2 separate regions of the Triticum aestivum genome follow, and region 2 is linked to region 1. The links are chromatin contacts, called in public Hi-C maps. All regions are on one chromosome and are shown on one strand. Each heading gives the region's core, a stretch centred on a gene start, on an enhancer-like site or on the middle of the called end of the contact. The rest is flanking DNA. Distances are from core to core; before and after follow the strand shown.

Region 1 (5,574 bases), core at 585-3,084:
GTGAAGCACCCAAGAGCTCCTTTGTGTTTTCCACCACTCGGTCTCCTATATGGAACACACAATATAGAAGGCATGGGCGCCTTCCAAAGTGAAAATTTTCACTTGGTTAGCCATCCAAAATCGGATTTGGACAGCGGATAGATTAGCCAAATGTGAGTGGCCGAACTACAGTCTCTGCCCGCTAGGCAAATGTGTTCAATAGATCACATCACATCTTCTTTACAAGTGTCGCTACACGACTAGGCTATGGGGCATGATCAAGGACTTGCTTCAGATTCAGAATATTGATACTTTTGCTTGGCAACTGGTGCGTTCCACCAAAGATTGGCGTGTGGGTCCGTCAAATGCTAGCATCCTAACCCGCAAGGCCGTCACCTTGATTTTCATGCTCACCTCTTGGGCCATTTGAAGGAAAGAAAACGTACATGTGTTCTGTCAAAAGAGCATCCGGCCGACAATCCTTCGTCGTGAGATTAAGAAGGAGGCGGCCCTATCACTGCTTGCCGGGGCTAAGAAGCTAGGGCAAATCATGCCGGGCGAGGGAGGCATGGCTGTACTAGGGGGTGTTGTAATGTTTAATTCTCGAGGGTTTGTAACACCAAAAATCTCTATTTTGTTCTCCTTTATTCATACACGAAGCAAATCTTTTGCCTCTGTTTCAAAAATTATATATATAGTTTGGCTTAGTAAAGTATTATCCAATAAAAAAAGGTAGTGATATTTTTGTGAGGTCCAAACTGAAGTAAAATTCTTCATGTTTTGCAGAATCAGGATATTATTATGTACCGAAAGTGCTTTTCTGCTCCCGAGCTCAAATGAGCTCGGTGAATAGTAAAACCGAAAAAAGTTAAAAAATTCCAATTTTTTTGGAAGAAACATTGACAAAAGTTATAAGAGCGTGCAAAAATCCATCCTGAAATCACATTCCTGTAAGGTGTGGCAAAAAAAAAAACAAATTCAGTGCTTCAAAATACTTTTGAAAGTAGCATTTTCAGAGTACTAATTTTTTTACCACGCCTTATAGAAATGTGATTTCATGACAAACTTTTGCACGCACTTAAAACTTTTGTCAATGTTTCTCCTAAAAAAAGTTGGAATTTTTTGATTTTATTTTGATTTTACTGTTCACCCGAGCTCATTTAAGCTCAGGTGCAGAAACTCTGCGTCTTCCTAGAGTTTGTGTAGGCTCGATACTTTTTCCCACAATTGGTACACAGACAACTTAATTATGTTTCAAACCTTCAAAATCCCGTGAAAATTGCAGAGGCAGTGGATATTCACCCTCTTTTTGGAGAAGAAAAAAAAATCCCGCGAAAATTCTCCGACCGAATAAGCAATAGTAGTGATCTAACGCTCTTATATTTTTTTTAGGGAGGGTGTAAACACGAAGTAGAGCTGTCTACTCCTGGCTGGCAAAAACGAGATCACCCTGGCTGTCACCCAAAAGGGAAGAGAAGGGAAGAGGTCCACAGCGCGAGCGCGTGGCCATCGTGGCGTAGCGAGTGCGAGTGAGCTAGTAGCAGCACTTGAAATGTAGGCGAGTCAATTAGTCAAACTCGCACGACTTCAAATCCGTGTACGCGAGCGCGAGCCGGTTTAATTTTAGCTGCGTGGCCAATTAGCCCGGTAAATATCCCACCACGCCCTCATCCATCCCTAATAAAGCACGATTAATTGTAGTACCCTAAACTTTTGGCTTTGAAAGATAGAATAATCCAGGCCTAAACTAATCTCCGTATTTGCGGCGTGCTCCCCCACATGCTTCTTCCCAAGTCCACCACAGCTCCCCCACCTCCCGCTTCCCTCGCCGCCCGTCTATATAAGCTTCCTCATTCCTCTCCCGCCCAATCCATCACCGCATACTCTTCTCTTCTCTTCTTTTCTCTTCCCCGCACAGCAGCACTGCCTCGGTCTCGAGCAAACCAAACCAAACCAAAATCTCCTGAGTTGTCCTCTACGCGAGCAAGTGTGCCAATCCTAGGCTCGCTCGCCTGATCAATCCTTCGCGTCGCCAGCTTCATCTCGAGGCGAGGAGGCGGACGATTTGAACCCATGGATATGGTGCACGAGAGGGACTCGAGCAGCGAGGAGGAGGTGATGGCCGGCGACCTCCGCCGCGGGCCGTGGACGGTGGAGGAGGACATCCTGCTCGTCAACTACATCGCCGCGCACGGCGAGGGCCGCTGGAACTCGCTCGCCCGATCAGCAGGTAGGATAATTGCACTGCACAATCCAATCCATGCATGCATGCTACTCTTTCAACTGCTAGCTAGTACTCCGTAGTAGATTGGTTGCTTGCATCATTTTGTTTCCGCCAGACGTGAGGCTTAGATATTTCTAGTATATCATGGAGGGGGAAGCAACAAACCTGTCGCTCTGCATCACCATGCTAATATATGGAAACAGATAGCTACGAACCTACTGCCTGATTTGTCTAGCAGCCGCCCAGCTAGCCGGAAGCTATAGTGAACGAGAGAGAGAGATGTGGGGAAGAATTTTTAGTGGTTAGCTTTATTCCCGGCCATAGGGATATTTATTACTAATCTCTCCTCCATTACATCACCCGTCTCGTCACATACATGCTCGCATCGCATCCGCATCCGCATAAGTAATCACCAAGTTGGCGAATTTATTACTCCAGTAGCTAGCACTGATGTGATGTTCCATTCATTCCATGTGGTTAATCTTGCCTTGCCTTTGCGTACCAGGTCTGAAGCGCACCGGCAAGAGCTGCCGCCTCAGGTGGCTCAACTACCTCCGCCCCGACCTCCGGCGCGGCAGCATCACGCCGCAGGAGCAGCTGCTCATCCTCGAGCTGCACTCGCGGTGGGGCAACCGCTGGTCCAAGATCGCGCAGCACCTCCCCGGCCGCACCGACAACGAGATCAAGAACTACTGGCGCACGCGCGTGCAGAAGCACGCCAAGCAGCTCAAGTGCGACGTCAACAGCCAGCAGTTCAAGGACGTCATGCGCTACCTCTGGATGCCCCGCCTCGTCGAGCGCATCCAGGCCGCCGCCACGGCCGACGCGGTGCAGACCGCCGCTGACACGCCCCTGTCGTGGCAGCACGGCGCCGACGACGCGCTCTACGAGTCACCGGAGCTCCCTGTCGATGCGTGCTGGCCAGCGGAGTACGCCGCCGTGGCCGGCGGGCAGCTGCCCGACGCCTCGGTCGCGGAGCTGTCGAGCACTACTACCGCCGGCTCTTCCTCGCCGTCCACCACCGACTCTGGCGCCGGCGCCCAGCCCAGCTGGCCTGCAGCGGTTGACGGTGCCGAGTGGTTCACCACCGCCTGCGACGCCTCCAGCGCCGCCGCCACCATGTGCGACACGGACCAGCTGATCCAGCAGCAGGCACCGTCCCAGCTCGCGGGAACGTGGACGTCCGAGCCGCTGCCGAGCCTCGGGTTTCCCGAGCTGGGCGTCGCGGACTTCGAGATAGGTAGCTTCGACGTGGACAGCATCTGGAGCATGGACGACTTGTGGTACACGCAGCCGCAGTTCGTGTGAAAAGTCAATACGGTGGCATGGAAATCCACAGCCGCGACGGTGCCCGCGGGGCGGCGTGCGGCCTCCGGGTCCGGGGACGCGTAGCAGATCCAGCGGAGGAAAACGGATTAGAAGAAGGAGAGGAACCACCTGGGACTGGGAGGATTAAAACAAGATTAATTTACCCTGCACGTGAACATCTCCCGGCCTGTTCTGCTCCAGTTCTGTGCCGTCCTCTCCTGTGTTAATTTATTACTACGTACAAGGGTAAAAAGATACGTAAAAGTGTAGCAGAAGCAGATGATCTAGTGTTAGCTGTGCCGCCGTTAATTATGCGATGTTCCGTTTAATCTTACTCATTCTTTTTCGAAAAGTCTAAGCCCAAGTGTGGGCGCTTGCATCTCGCCCACACGTGTGGATCCGCGTCTGTTTGCGAGCGCACGAATCTTGACATGTTTCTAGTGCCACGTAGGACTGGGCTGGTGTGTGGGCATTCACCCGGTCGCCCACACAGCCGTTTCACCACACAGAAGGGGCTGGTGTGTGGGCGTTCAGCAGTTCGCCCACACGGCATTTTTCACTCACGCATAAAGGGCTGATGTGTGGGCATTTGTCATCTCGCCCACACGCCCGTCTCATCTCCCACACCCAAGTTGTCACTTGCCATGTGTTTTGCAGTGTACATGGCAACTGCCGTAGTGTGCTTTATAAGCAGGTGACAACTCTTTTTTTTTTACCCGAACATGTCAGTTGCCATGTATTTTGCAGGGTACACGGCAACTGCCCTAGCATGCTTGTAAGCAGATGTAACTCTTTTTTTTACCCGAACATGTATGTTTTGCCATGTCTTTTTGTAGCGCTACACGGCAACTGCCTAGTATTAGTAGGTCGCAAACCCCTAAAGTTTTCAAATCATGGCAACTATAGTAAACCAGAGCATACATGACAACAGCCGTAGTTGCCAAAAAATGGCATCTGGAACTTTTGACATGAGATGACAACTGCAGTTGAGCAACCATGTCAACTGTAGTTGTCCGACATTACAACCGTAGTTCAACGACATGGCAACTGCAGTTAAACGAACATGGACGAGGGTCTGGACCATGGCAACTGCGGGCACGCGGTGACTGTCACGCGGGGCGTGCGGGACCACGAGGTACGAGGCCTGACGTACGGAGCGTGTGGGCGTTATCTATTTCGCCCACACGCACGCGTGTGAGAGGGATCGGGAGGGAAAAAAAGAAATGTGTGGGCATTACTTGTTTTGCCCACACGTAGGTGTGACTGTTCCTCTTATACTCCACACAAAATGTATGAGCAGACCTTCCTAACGTCCACACGTGTGGCACTTATCGGCGTCTTTTTTTGAGTGATTACTACATATAAGTATAAAGGACGAAGTATATGAAGTGAACTGTTGACAGGAATTGTAGTACTGTATTTCTAGAAGTGGTAATAAAAGCAATGCTCCGACGTCAAGTCATGGTTAAATTCGTACTGCGAGCATAGCATTCCGCCCATTTGTCGCCGCTAATTGTGATCCTCGCGCACTTGAATTCCAAGTGACGAGAAGTTTTTTCTCCTTTTTCTTTTTCGCTGCGGTTGTTTGCTATGATTACGATGACGGCGACCGCGCTGGGTCGATAGATTTGTTTATGCCGACATGGATGTTTTATACCAGAAATTCAGTACGAGCGGTGCCGTTACATCAGCGCCAACAGTTCCCAGATGTGATCTGCATGGCCGCTGCATTACACTTGTTGTCCTCGTAACAACTCTTCCGTCGTGTTCACACCCGGCATAATTCTTTCATTACAGAGAGCGGATGAGTAGCAAAGCAGAGCTCATCTGATGAATCCAAGTGCATGCCGAGCAGATATGCTTGAAAATTCCAGCACTAACCGCACGGCACGCGCGTGATCAGGTGACGAGTTACTCCAGTTACAGTCACTAACACACACTTGCATGATGCGGCTGCGTAGTGGGCCGGGCCCTGTCTTCGTACGGGCAACGAGAAAAGAAAACCAAGTGAAGGAGAGGAGTGGCACGATATTTTCCGTATTTTCACACTGCATTTCCTTTCT
Region 2 (5,762 bases), core at 2,565-5,064, 200 kb after region 1:
AGTTATATTGTCATAGGTCCTTCAACATGTGGTACTTGCTCAAGATCTTTGCTAGCCAAAATTCCGCACTAAGTAGAGATACTAATTGTGCATCCAAAAACCTTAAACCATATTCATGTTTTGAGAGTCCACCATACCTACCTATGGATTGAGTAAGATCCTTCAAGTAAGTTGTCATCGGTGGAATAAGGAAATAAAAATCGCTTCTAAATGTGTTTGATCATTTAGTGTACGAGAAAATTGAGCATTGTATGAACTTGTGATGGTAATGTAATAAAAGCGACGGACTGCATAATAAAGGTTGCTATCATAAGGGGCAATATAACGTGACGTTCTTTTACATTAAGGGATTTGGCATACAAACCAAAAATTGCATGACAACCTCTGCTTCCCTCCGCGAAGGGCCTATCTTTTACTTTTATGAATTTAATTTTATGCAAGATTCAAAGTATTCTTCCCAATTCCTTTTTATTTTCTCTTTTTGCAAGCATCATGTGGTGAGGAAAGATCTAGGCACATATATCCAGTTGGATATGAGGGAGCATGAGTTATTATTGTTGACATCACCCTTGAGGTGAATACGCTTGGAGGCGAAACTATAAGCCCCTATCTTTCTATGTGTCCGGTTGAAACTTTTTGATCATGGGTATGGTGTGAGTGTTAGCAATCATAGAACATTAAATGATAGTTGAGTATGTGGACTTGCCAAAAGGCTCCGATACGAGACCCTTCCTGAAAATACGATGAATTGTAGTTGCAAAGTTGACTGAGAACATAGTTTGTTGGTTTTCAAAAGAGTTTATGCTTTTTACTTCGATGTTGTGATGAATTGTTACTTGTTCATGAGAAGTTATATGATAAAAGTTATATGTTAAAGCTTTATGATTAAGTTTGCTGCTGTTATGATAATAAGCATGATGCTACTATATCCGTATTTTGCTTTTATCGACACCTCTCTCTCATACCATGTGGACATGTTTTTCGATTTCGGCTTTTGCTCGAGGACAAGCGAGGTCTAAGCTTGGGGGAGTTTATACGTCCATTTTGCATCATGATTTCCTACTGTTATTTATAATGTTTTATGCATAATAATGCTTTATGGAGTAATTCTAATGCCTTTTCTCTCATAATATACAAGGTTTACACAAAGAGAGAGAATACCGACAGCTGGAATTCTGGACTTGAAAAAGCTACGTCAGAGATACCTATTCTACACATCTCCAAACGAGCGAAAAATTTACGGAGAATTATTTTGGAATATATAAAAAATACTGGAGTAAATAACTACCAGAGGGGGCCAGCTCGTGACCACAAGACACCAGGGCGCGCCAGGCCCCCCAGGCGCTCCCTGGTGGGCTGTGGCCAGCCCGGCCCACCTCCGGTGCCAATCTTCTGGTATATAAGTCATTTTGACCTAGAAAAATAAGGGGAGGACTTTCGGGACGGAACGCCGCCGTCTCGAGGCGGAACTGAGGCAGGAGCACTTTTGCCCTCTGGCAGAGCGATTCCGCCGAGGAAACTTCCCTCCCGGAGGGGGAAATCAAAGCCATCGTCATCACCAACAACCCTCTCGTCTTTGGGAGGGCAATCTCCATCAACATCTTCAACAAACCCATCTCCTCTCAGACCCTAGTTCATCTCTTGTGTTCAAGCTTTGTACCGGAACCTTAGATTGGTACTTGTGGGTGACTAGTAGTGTTGATTACATCTTGTAGTTGATTACTATATGGTTTATTTGGTGGAAGATTATATGTTCAGATCCATTATGCTATTTAATACCTCTCTGATCTTGAGCATGAATATCATTTGTGATTAGTTACTTTCGTTCTTGAGGTCACGGGAGAAGTCATGTTGCAAGTAATCATGTGAAGTTGATATGTGTTCGATATTTTGATAATATGTATGTTGTGACTCCCTTAGTGGTGTCATGTGAACGTCGACTACATGGCACTTCACCATCTTTGGGCCTAATGGAAAGCATTGTAGATTAGTTATTAGATGATGGGTTGCTAGAGTGACAGAACCTTAAACCCTAATTTATGTGCTACTTCGTAAGGGACCGATTTGGATCCAAATGTTTAATGTTATGGTTAGATTTTATTTTAGTACTTCTTTCATAGTTGCGGATGCTTGCGAGGGGGTTAATCATAAGTGGTGGTTTTTTCAAGTAAGAACAGCACCCAAGCACCGGTCCACCCACATATCATATTATCAAAATAGCGAACGCAAATCAAACCAACATGATGAAAGTGACTAGATGAAATTTCCGTGTGCCCTCAAGAACACTTTTCTTATTATAAGAGACCGTTTTGGCCTGTCCTTTGCCACAAAAGGATTGGGCTACCTTGCTGCACTTTATTTACCGTTACCATTACTTGTCCGTTACAAATTATCTTGCTATCAAACTACCTGTTACCGACTATTTCAGTGCTTGTAGAAAATACCTTGCTGAAAACCACTTGCCATTTTCTTCTGATCTTATTGGGTTCGACACTCTTACTTATCTAAAGGACTACGATTGATCCCCTATACTTGTGTGTCATCAGCTGGAGGGGACAAGAGGAAGAGCGTCGTTGCATCTACTGCAAGAAAGACGACGGAACTTGGCGGCATGGCGCAGTGGAGTCTCGGCGATGAGGGCATGTTGATGGACACGCGCACGATGGTGGCGATGTGGTGACGTCGATGGCAGAATGACCCGGCGAGGTGAATGCGTTGATCACTCTTGAAGGTGGGACGACGGATGGCGGTGATAGTTTCTGCAGTGTGCGCATGCGGTGCGCGCAGTGGGACGCCAAGACCGGTTGGTGCTCTTAGCTTGCCAGGCGAGCGGCTTCTTGAGGTCACTTAGATGGTATCCGCTAATGCGGTCAGGAGACATTTTATACTTGTAGGTGTAAGGGTGGCTTTGGTGGATCTTTGTATTTATCTTGTCAGACTCTGTTGAATAATTAATAAACATGGCTACATACCGAGTGTAATCCCCCTTTTCAAAAAAACAAAGCATCTAAAACATAACAAAAATTACATCAAAATTCTGAGACCATCAAATAACCACTACTGCTGTCGACTCGTTGTTGTCGCCACTTCCCTACTGTAGCCGGCTTGGCCTCGTCGATGACAGTGGGAAGCCTTCGTGTGCCCCTAAGGAGCAGTGCCCTGGATCCATAGTTTTCGCCGTTGAGCCCTTGTATATATTAAAAAACCTGACACCAAATCGCCACATGACGAGAAACCCTAACCTCACTGTCTATGGAGACGGCGGAAATTTAAACCGGAGCTCCGTTGACTACGTCCAGACGGACGTACTCGAAGAGGATCGGAGCCCGGATGGCAAACTCGAAGAAGAAGCGCCGCCATCCACCCGAGTGCCTCGCCCGTGAAGGCTAAAAAGCCCTAACCTAAATTACTAGCCGGAGTGGAGGCATCGGGATTCCCCTCTTTGCAACCGGCTGCCAGAGCGGCAGACAGAGAAGAGGCAAATTCACGGGCTTGCCAGTGAAGTCTGGAGGAAGAGTTTGCCGTAGCCGTCTAGAGTTAGGGGAGCAAACAAGAGGAAGTCTAAAATATGACGCGTTAATTCGGTGTGAGTGTATCCACAAAACGAACATTTTGTTTTGAAGCAAATGTGAAAGCATTGGTTGCGTGTGCATCCAACTATCCATTCACACATATATGCACTCGATCACGATGTGGATGACAATAAATAGCTAGGGACAGCCACGTGCTAGCTTGGTGTGTCCTATGGAGTTGGAGCGACTACTCTAGCGGTGTGTCAAAGACATTGGATCCGCCTCTCCGGCGTGCATATAAAGCTACAAGTGTTCGCTGGCACCGGTCCCAATTGTCAGCGCCTAAGTACGAGAAAGCAAAGTGTTGACACATGTAAACATGCAAGCATCACACGGCACATGTTCTCGAGCAACTGAGCTACCACCAGTGTAGACGTAGTACACATTGTTCATGGGGCAGCCAACATGGAAATTTTTTAGCGACATTGTACAACTGGTTGACTAGCCGAGATGGGGACTGAGTGAGACTGCTGGGACAGCACAGCAGCCTATTCACTTCTCTGGTAGTATATGCGACCTGCGTATTAATATCGCTCGCAGAAATACCATGCATATTAATATCATGGAAAGGTTTTTTTAATTGTTAGGATTCTTACCACATGGGTCATGGTGTAGTACTCACTTCAGGAAGGAAAAGGACGTCGTCTTTTTTATTGAGCCGTCCCATGAAGCTGAAGGCTCTAATGCGGCTAAGGAAGCACGCGTCACGCATGGCAGCGGGCAACAGGCCTGGAGTTATGCATCTCCAGCGGCAACCTAAAAAAACTCTCACATCCGTTCATGAACAGGGAACAGTCCGCGAACATGGATACGGGAAGGTCAACACCCAACGCTAACCGCATACATTTCAAACTATTTTCAACAAACCGGAAGAAATTCATGCAAACACGACCGGATTTCGTACAAACATGATGGATTTCATACAAATACGGCGAATTTAACTACATTTCGAACATTTAGGACAAAAAAACCGCTCCTAAACCTATCCTACGGCAGCGGCGCCTGGAGTTCAAGCCTGTGTCGTCCTCCTTCCGTTGTCTCCATGAGTACCGGCAATAAGACCGATGAAGTGAAGGTGTGGTCTACGGTGAGGAAGAGTAGAACATGAAGACGGGCCGGCCCAGATGGGACACCAGGGCCCGCCGCCTCCCGTGGCCTACTCATCCTCGAAGGAGCCCGCGCCTTGTCCATCGCCGGTGGACGTGAGGTCCACGAGGGAAATGGTGGCGCCTTAGTCGTCGTTGTCCCATCGGGCCGGCTAATGGTTCATCAGCGGCGTGTAGGAGGTGTAGCTGCCTATGTTCTCCTCCGCGATGGCATGCAGTTGTGCCTCCGCGGCTGCCTCTTCCTGGCGAGTGGCGGCTTGAGCGCGGACGATATCGTAGATGGCACGCTGCTCTGCGGCGAAATTTCGGTTCGCCGCGGCCATGGCCGCCACAACCTCCTCGCTCGCGCGCTCGCCATAGATCTGGCCCTCCGCCAGCCGGTGCTGCTCCAAGAGGAACAGGTTGTACCGATGTTCCTCCTACGTCTGTTGGAACCCCGACAAAGGCGCCGACGCAGGCTGTACCTCCGCCATGGCAGCATTGAACTGCGTCTATGCCTGCTCCATGGTGAAGCCGGCGTGCACGAGAGGCGCGGAAGCCAGGGCGGAGTCGTCGGAGCCCGTCTCCATCATCAGTGACCTCGGGCGAGCTGGTCGGCAAGCCAACCTCGATCCGCCTGGCACGGCAGCTATGCCAAGCGGCGGCAAGGGCAGCCACCGCATGCTTCATCTCCGGCGACATACTATCCCACAGTGCTTTCCCACCGGCGATCATGACAGATGCAGTGCAAGGGAGGAAGATGTGAATGGGCTGGTGTTGTGGTGTGGAGTTAGCCAGGTGTGGTCGCCTTTATATATAGCGGATTCCGGTGAGACGAGGCGTCCGGGGGCGTCAATGCGCGGCGTCGGAGTTGGTTTCTCGGTCGGCGAGCCTGCATAATGGCGGCAGACGGGCGGATAGCGGCATTAGGCGGGCGCGGTAGATATCAGTCTCGTCCTATCCGGTCACGCGTCTCTGGCATTGAACACGCGCGAACGCGTCGCAGGCGGTGCCCTAGGCCAGCGCGCCGCTTCAATAGGTAGACAGTGAGAGGGCGCGTCCGCCCTGAGCCATCTTCAATGTAGAGCGGCGCGCTCCACAGCGG

Evidence for each region. Hi-C and Micro-C count contacts between places; a contact is called where the count stands out from the background.
Region 2: a contact with region 1 is called in a Hi-C map of leaf, with 4 times the contacts expected there. The contact joins the enhancer-like site here to the promoter of LOC123099952 in region 1. A contact is called at or near these places in 2 of 5 Hi-C or Micro-C datasets (leaf and root).

The regions. Positions count from the first base shown.
Region 1 is chr4D:315,781,031-315,786,604 of IWGSC CS RefSeq v2.1, forward strand. LOC123099952 (transcription factor MYB2) reads left to right here and starts at 1,835. Exons shown (of 2, transcript XM_044521964.1): 1 at 1,835-2,209; 2 at 2,709-3,845. The coding sequence starts at 2,053. The coding sequence ends at 3,511.
Region 2 is chr4D:315,983,892-315,989,653 of IWGSC CS RefSeq v2.1, forward strand. No RefSeq gene overlaps it. Among protein-coding and RNA genes, the nearest start is that of LOC123099953, 15 kb to the right of the region's middle. Within about 2 kb of position 3,815, at least 2 of the 8 cell types and tissues checked have an H3K27ac peak or open chromatin away from gene starts, as enhancers often do. A contact at or near this core is called in leaf, where this site is marked.